Linked DNA regions of Zea mays: region 2 is linked to region 1. A link is a contact called in public Hi-C data. All regions are on one chromosome and are shown on one strand. Each heading gives the region's core, a stretch centred on a gene start, on an enhancer-like site or on the middle of the called end of the contact. The rest is flanking DNA. Distances are from core to core; before and after follow the strand shown.

Region 1 (2,978 bases), core at 134-2,633:
AGTTAGTATATATCTAGATTCTTAGCAATAGCAATTTACCTGGAAAGGAAGAACGTCTTAAAATTTGGAATGGAGTGAATTCCTCAAAAAAAAAACTAACAAGGTGCAGAGGAAAATTTTAAAAACACCACTAATCAGAATGTAAACCTAGCTCAAATAGAAACAAGTACTTGACATAACACTTAACACTATCCTCAGTGGCCAGATATATGCGAGAGTGACTTCCTCGTGTCATATATCTCAGAAGTCAGAACTATAATTTCGGAAACAGAAACAATGGAAGCAGGAGCCGAATGTTACACTGATTTCCAAACACAGACGAAGCGAACCATTCAATCATTGCAATTGGAGGTCATGATCAACGCAGAAACAGAAACAGAATCCCAGAGTGACAGGGTAGAGAAATTATAGAGCAAAAACGAGCACCCGTACTAAACGACCTCTAATTCCAACCCCGCACAGTCAGGCGAAAAAATGACAGCAGTGTTTCATCCGCCAAAGAACTGGAACCCAAAATCCTTTGCAAGCAAAAAAAATCTAATTGAACCAACCAAGTGATTTCCAGAAATTGAAAACACACCCGCACAGGTAGAACACGAAGCTATTGCCGCGTCCATGCTAATAAGCATGCGGCAAACGAACTGAAGAAATCTAAAAAGATCTCCATGATTACAACCACCGGAATGCAGAAACGAAGTGATTTAGTTCGTCGATTGGAACGAAAGGAGATACGAAACCACTGGTCGCAAGAGCAAACTCAAAACTCGCAATCAGAACTCGAAGGGCTAATGCCACGCCGCTAATCGAATCGAATGAGACACATACGAAAACACACAAACAAATCGATGCGGCGCACGCATGGAAACGCACCCCACCCCCCCCCCCCCCCCCCCCCCCGGCACCCCCGATAAATTATTACTGCATCAGCCAGTAAATGGAATTCACCACGAACAGGGCTCTGCGCGCCTCGAAGACCACCCAGGCCCCAGCTACCAGTCAAATACCCCGAATCTACGAACATTCCGCCAACACGACAAACCCACATTGCATAGAATCAAACAGAAAGACACAAACCCCGCACCCCACAAAACCCCACAAGCAAAAGGTTTCCCCGCACTAGATTCGGTCATTGCGAGCCACAAGGAAGATACGAGCGGATTCCAACTCACGTTCAGGCATTCAGAAGAAGACGACGACGCCTCCTCCCCTCGGCCTCTCTCTCTCTTCCTTGTCAATCTGCGTCTGTAGAGAGTGGAGGGAAGAGCAAGAAGGAACCAGGCGGCGGACTGGGACTGGGACTGGGACGAGTGGGGTCGGCTAGGCGGGAGTAGGGACGGCAACGGTCTAAACCCTATGTTTAGGCCATCTCCGGTCCAGCAGTTCGTGTAAGTGGTGTTCTAAGTGGTCTTACAGAATATTATTTATACTAGAGATTGTATTATTTGTATAATAGAGTTCAAAATAGTAAGAGCAACTCAAAAAACATGTAAATTAACCCAAAATAGATATTAGTTAACAATAGTGGTTTTTTTACAGAATATTATTTATACTAGAGATTGTATTATTTGTATAATAGAGTTCAAAATAGTAAGAGCAACTCAAAAAACATGTAAATTAACCCAAAATATATATTAGTTAAGAATAGTGGTTTTTTTACCTTAACAGCTCCCTCATTCTTTCCCAAAAGTTTTGTGTCCCGCATTCACAGCCTCATATCCCTCATATTTTTATGTGTTCCATCCTGCTCAATCCATTCCTCAACGTATCGAATCATCTATAACCTCCCGACGACTGTAGAGATCGCGCCACATGTCACATTTAGAGAAATTGTTGGAGTACCCATCATGATTCAATCTTAAAACTTTTTAGCCTACTCTTAATAATCAGTTTTGGGGGTAAAATTTTTAACATCATTTTGGAGTTGCTCTAAGTACTGATAAATATAGACTTAACAGTTTAGGCCATCTACAACTAATTATATTTTTCTCTCTATTTGTACTTTTTATTATATTTCACTATTGTCGGAGAGCAAATCCCCGGCCGGGTGGCAGAGTGCATCCGCCCTAAATCCTAAGATGAGGAGGGGCCTAGGCGTTTTGCTTGTTAGTTGGAAAAGCGGGAAGAACACAAGAACACACGAGGGTTTAGAGTGGTTCGGGCCGCCGGAGCGTAACACCCTACTCCACTGTGTGATGTATTGCTTGTGAGCTTGAATGAGCTTGTGAGCCTAAGATTGGGTCTGCCTTGTAATATCGCATGACTCCCCTTTTATAGTTGAAGGGGGACATGTACAAAGGTACTGGACCCCGACATGTGGGCCTAGGGACATAAAGAATATAGCGCTTGGAGCTACAAATGCTTGCTGCTGGGGCCAACTTCTCGTGCCCCAACGCCCGAGATCTCTGTATCCTCAGCGTACAGGGGAAGCTTCTTGTAGAAGGGATGGTGAGCACAGCGCGCCGCTCGGCACGGGCGCACTGTGTCGGCGTTTCGGGTCTAACCGCGCACCCAGGGTTACCCCCAAGGTGCTTTTTAGGAGTAGGACGGTGTTATCGACTGTAGCTCGATGGTTCGTGTCGGGCGCACGAGAAATAGTAGACAACGATGTACAGGTTCGGGCCGCTTTGAGATGTGTAACACCCTACGTCCTGGTTGGAATGCTTTATGCGATGGGTTACAAGGGAGCTCTCTAGTGCTGGAAAACGTAGAGAGCGGGGTGGATGGCTAAGTGATCAATGATGTCTCTCTCGATCGATCCTTTTGAAGGGGTGCCCCTAGGCCTTATATACTCGACCGTGGGGCATTACATGTGGATATGATAACGATGTGAGCCAGGATGATAGTGAACTAACTGAGTTTGTCTCCCTATGATTCAGCCGACTCATCCTCGCCCAGTTCCGATGTGCGGGGCTCCTGTGCGAAGAGGTCGGGTCACTGCTGCGATTACTGCTCGGACGTTGTTGGGCCGTCTGGGCTTG
Region 2 (2,978 bases), core at 276-2,775, 210 kb after region 1:
CCTTAGTTGTATTTCTTGGTGGACGGAGAGTACCTCACAGCCAGATGTAAATTGTTTTTTTCAAATTCTTTTATTGATTTTAAACTTGTGTGTGCCAACCTTCTCTACATATGATACTTTAGTTGCATTAAGGACCTATTGTAACCGATTTACATTTTCTGAACATGTGTATTATCCATCTTATGACGGAGCCAAACTAGACTTCCTATTAGCTAATATGTCTAAAGTGTTAGTACAAATTTTTGTTTCCCTGACATATATGTATATGTTTATCTGGACACAAGTCACAATGACTTCGTTGTTGCAATCCTTTACCAGAAGAGGCGTGACTGCATGAGATTATGTACGATTTCTTAAATTTATCGAACTGAAGTTTCACAAAAATTCTGTATAGTTTCTTGGTCTTTATGTTAACAGTTTTTGTCGGCATAATTTGGTTCTTTTAATGATTACTGGTATTATTCAAAATAATTTTATGTCAGCATAACTTGGTTCCTTTATATGATTGACGCTAATGAGTTCTGTTGGTGGAAAATCTGATCATTGTCCCCCCTTATATTTGCAGGCTTTACATCTTCGAGGCACTTCTGCTATTATTATATAAAGTTCTAAACTTAGAAGCCTTGATCAACTTGGTGCTAGATTGTAACCATAGCCTGGAACTGTGAGCTGTGATTGATGTCTGTATTTTGATTCTTGGTTAATACTGGTTATGATGAGGACATGTAAAAGTCGGTACTAGTTTGCTGGGAGGAAAAGTGCAAAGCAAGTATTGGACTGGGACAAACTAACTGCAAGCACTAACTCTGCTTTGTTATTTGTTTTCATCTATTTAAATCATGTGCAAACTGCATAAGCAATAGCACTTCTATTGGCTAGATTGGCACCCATGCAAAACTGAAGGTTTCAATTAATCATATAGTGCTTGACAGGTTGGAAAACTTGATTTCCATTTAATTACGAGGGCCGAAAAACATCCAATTTGCTTTGCACGGCATATGAGTTATTTGAAGCATGAACTTGTTGAATTGTATTATACAAGTTGCTTTGCAACACGCAGCTGCTACAGGGGGGCCCATAGGCTGAAAAACATCCAGTATTCTCTATTTTGGTGGTTGGAGCTAACCGAACAAAAAAACAGAGACTGGAAACTGTTGAATAAGGAATTAAACTATCCAGGGAAAGAGTGCCAGTGGTGATCCATTGAATCATCTTGTAGATTAAGGGCCTGGTTCGTGGATAATTGTGTCACATTTTAACTAAGGCTAATCGTTCGAATTAAAGAACTAACCTTAGACAAAAAAAGTTAGACAAAATATGAAAAGTTAGGCAGCAAACCAAACATGCCTTAATTCCACCTATGAATTAAATCCATGCTAACCGAACAGGCACTGCAAGGGTGAATGCCATCGCTAACCAGTGATGGTGGCAAGATCAGCAGCAACGACGCATCAAGATGTGCTGTGGATTAGGGGACGGCGACGGATGGCATTGCAGTGGGCGGCACAGGCAGCAACGACAGGTGGCGGTAGAGGTTTCAACAAAGAATGGGGTAGCTCACCAAGCGCTAATTAAGGTCCAGACAGTACAGTACTGTCTCCGTGTTTGTCTTTTTTATTAATATTGGCTCGTCTTATTTAAAAAGTTAAAAAAATAAAACCATACTTTAAATATATTATATGCTAAACTATATCACGATAAAAATTAATAATTATTATAAAAAAATAAGACGAGTCAGTCAAGTCAAACAAATTGTAAATTGAAACTTAAGGAGTATAAGATACACGCTCTATATTCACAAAGGTTAGAATGCACAACAGACGGATACCCATAAATAAAGATTTCGTAGAATACATTCAGTTGAAGTGGACGTTTCTCTTCCAATGCATTTTCGTAAATGCAGAACAGCTGAAACTACATATTGTTATGGATAATATATGGGCAACACCGAAAAGTGCAACCATGTACTTCGATTACATTACACATGGCAGGCCATCTCAAATCATTTAACCAAACCACCCCTCCGATTCCCAGCTCCAACGGTTGAAAATAGGGTAGGTTCAACAAGATAAATGGCCGAAATATGTGTAACAACTAACATTTCAATGGTACACGACAATTGATTCAACTTATGTCCCCAAATTGGATTGCCGATCCTATATTGGGTACCTATACAATTAGATTCGTCTTCCACTCAAATAATGAGAAGAATTATCAGGATTCAAGAATGAAACTCAACCATTTTTTAGAATTTGCCTTTAGGCACTGGCAAGCATATCACACAAGCATGTCATATCCCAACCAATATGATGTACCTGCCAAAAAAAAGTATATTGACATTAATGGCACAACTACAGAAGGAAAAAACAGCTAAAAATCTCATCATAAACACTTCAATAAACAAACAAAAACTAGGCTTACAATATACACCAATCTGTATAGTTTTCACTAAAGAAACGAAGTCCAAAAGGTAGAAATAATGGATTACCACTCTTTTTTCACCAATTGCCATGGTCAAACGCTAAGTTTGTATTTATCATCGTGTTCATTTCTTTAGAGCCCACATCCCGATTCATACGTATACCCTGAGTTCAAATGAAAATTGTGGAGAATTAAGGAACACCTCACGCCCATGAATGTCTTTCATATATATATCCGTATAAGCTTGCTGCACAAAGAAGTTACAGAAACAAATCTTTTTTTTCTCGAACGCGTAGGAGAACTGTCCATCATTATATTAAGAATGAATAAAAGTCAGTCCAAAGAAGACCAGTACAGAGAACAAAACAGCCCCTTCATGATGGCCAAATACGAGAGTACAAGAAAGCATCTCTATCCATTGAACTAGATTAAGAACCCTCTACAGCAGACCTGGAATAGGCACCATGAGGGAAAAAATCCTGTCCCCCGCCATCTCCCACATGACACCTTCCTCAGCTTTTCTGATGGCTGTCTCCATGTTGGGGTTTGTCTAATCG

The links. Hi-C and Micro-C count contacts between places; a contact is called where the count stands out from the background.
Region 2: a Hi-C map of ear shows a contact between it and region 1, with 1.8 times the contacts expected there. The contact joins the enhancer-like site here to the promoter of LOC100382704 in region 1. A contact is called at or near these places in 8 of 25 Hi-C or Micro-C datasets (bundle sheath, ear, leaf and 3 more).

Annotation. Positions count from the first base shown.
Region 1 is chr7:75,990,230-75,993,207 of Zm-B73-REFERENCE-NAM-5.0, forward strand. It overlaps LOC100382704, which reads right to left and starts at 1,384. Exons shown (of 23, transcript NM_001361678.1): 1 at 1,170-1,384. The coding sequence starts at 1,179.
Region 2 is chr7:76,199,701-76,202,678 of Zm-B73-REFERENCE-NAM-5.0, forward strand. LOC100501309 reads right to left here. Exons shown (of 25, transcript NM_001196061.2): 25 at 2,009-2,315. Among protein-coding and RNA genes, the nearest start is that of LOC100501309, 46 kb to the right of the region's middle. Within about 2 kb of position 1,526, at least 8 of the 20 cell types and tissues checked have an H3K27ac peak or open chromatin away from gene starts, as enhancers often do. A contact at or near this core is called in ear, where this site is marked.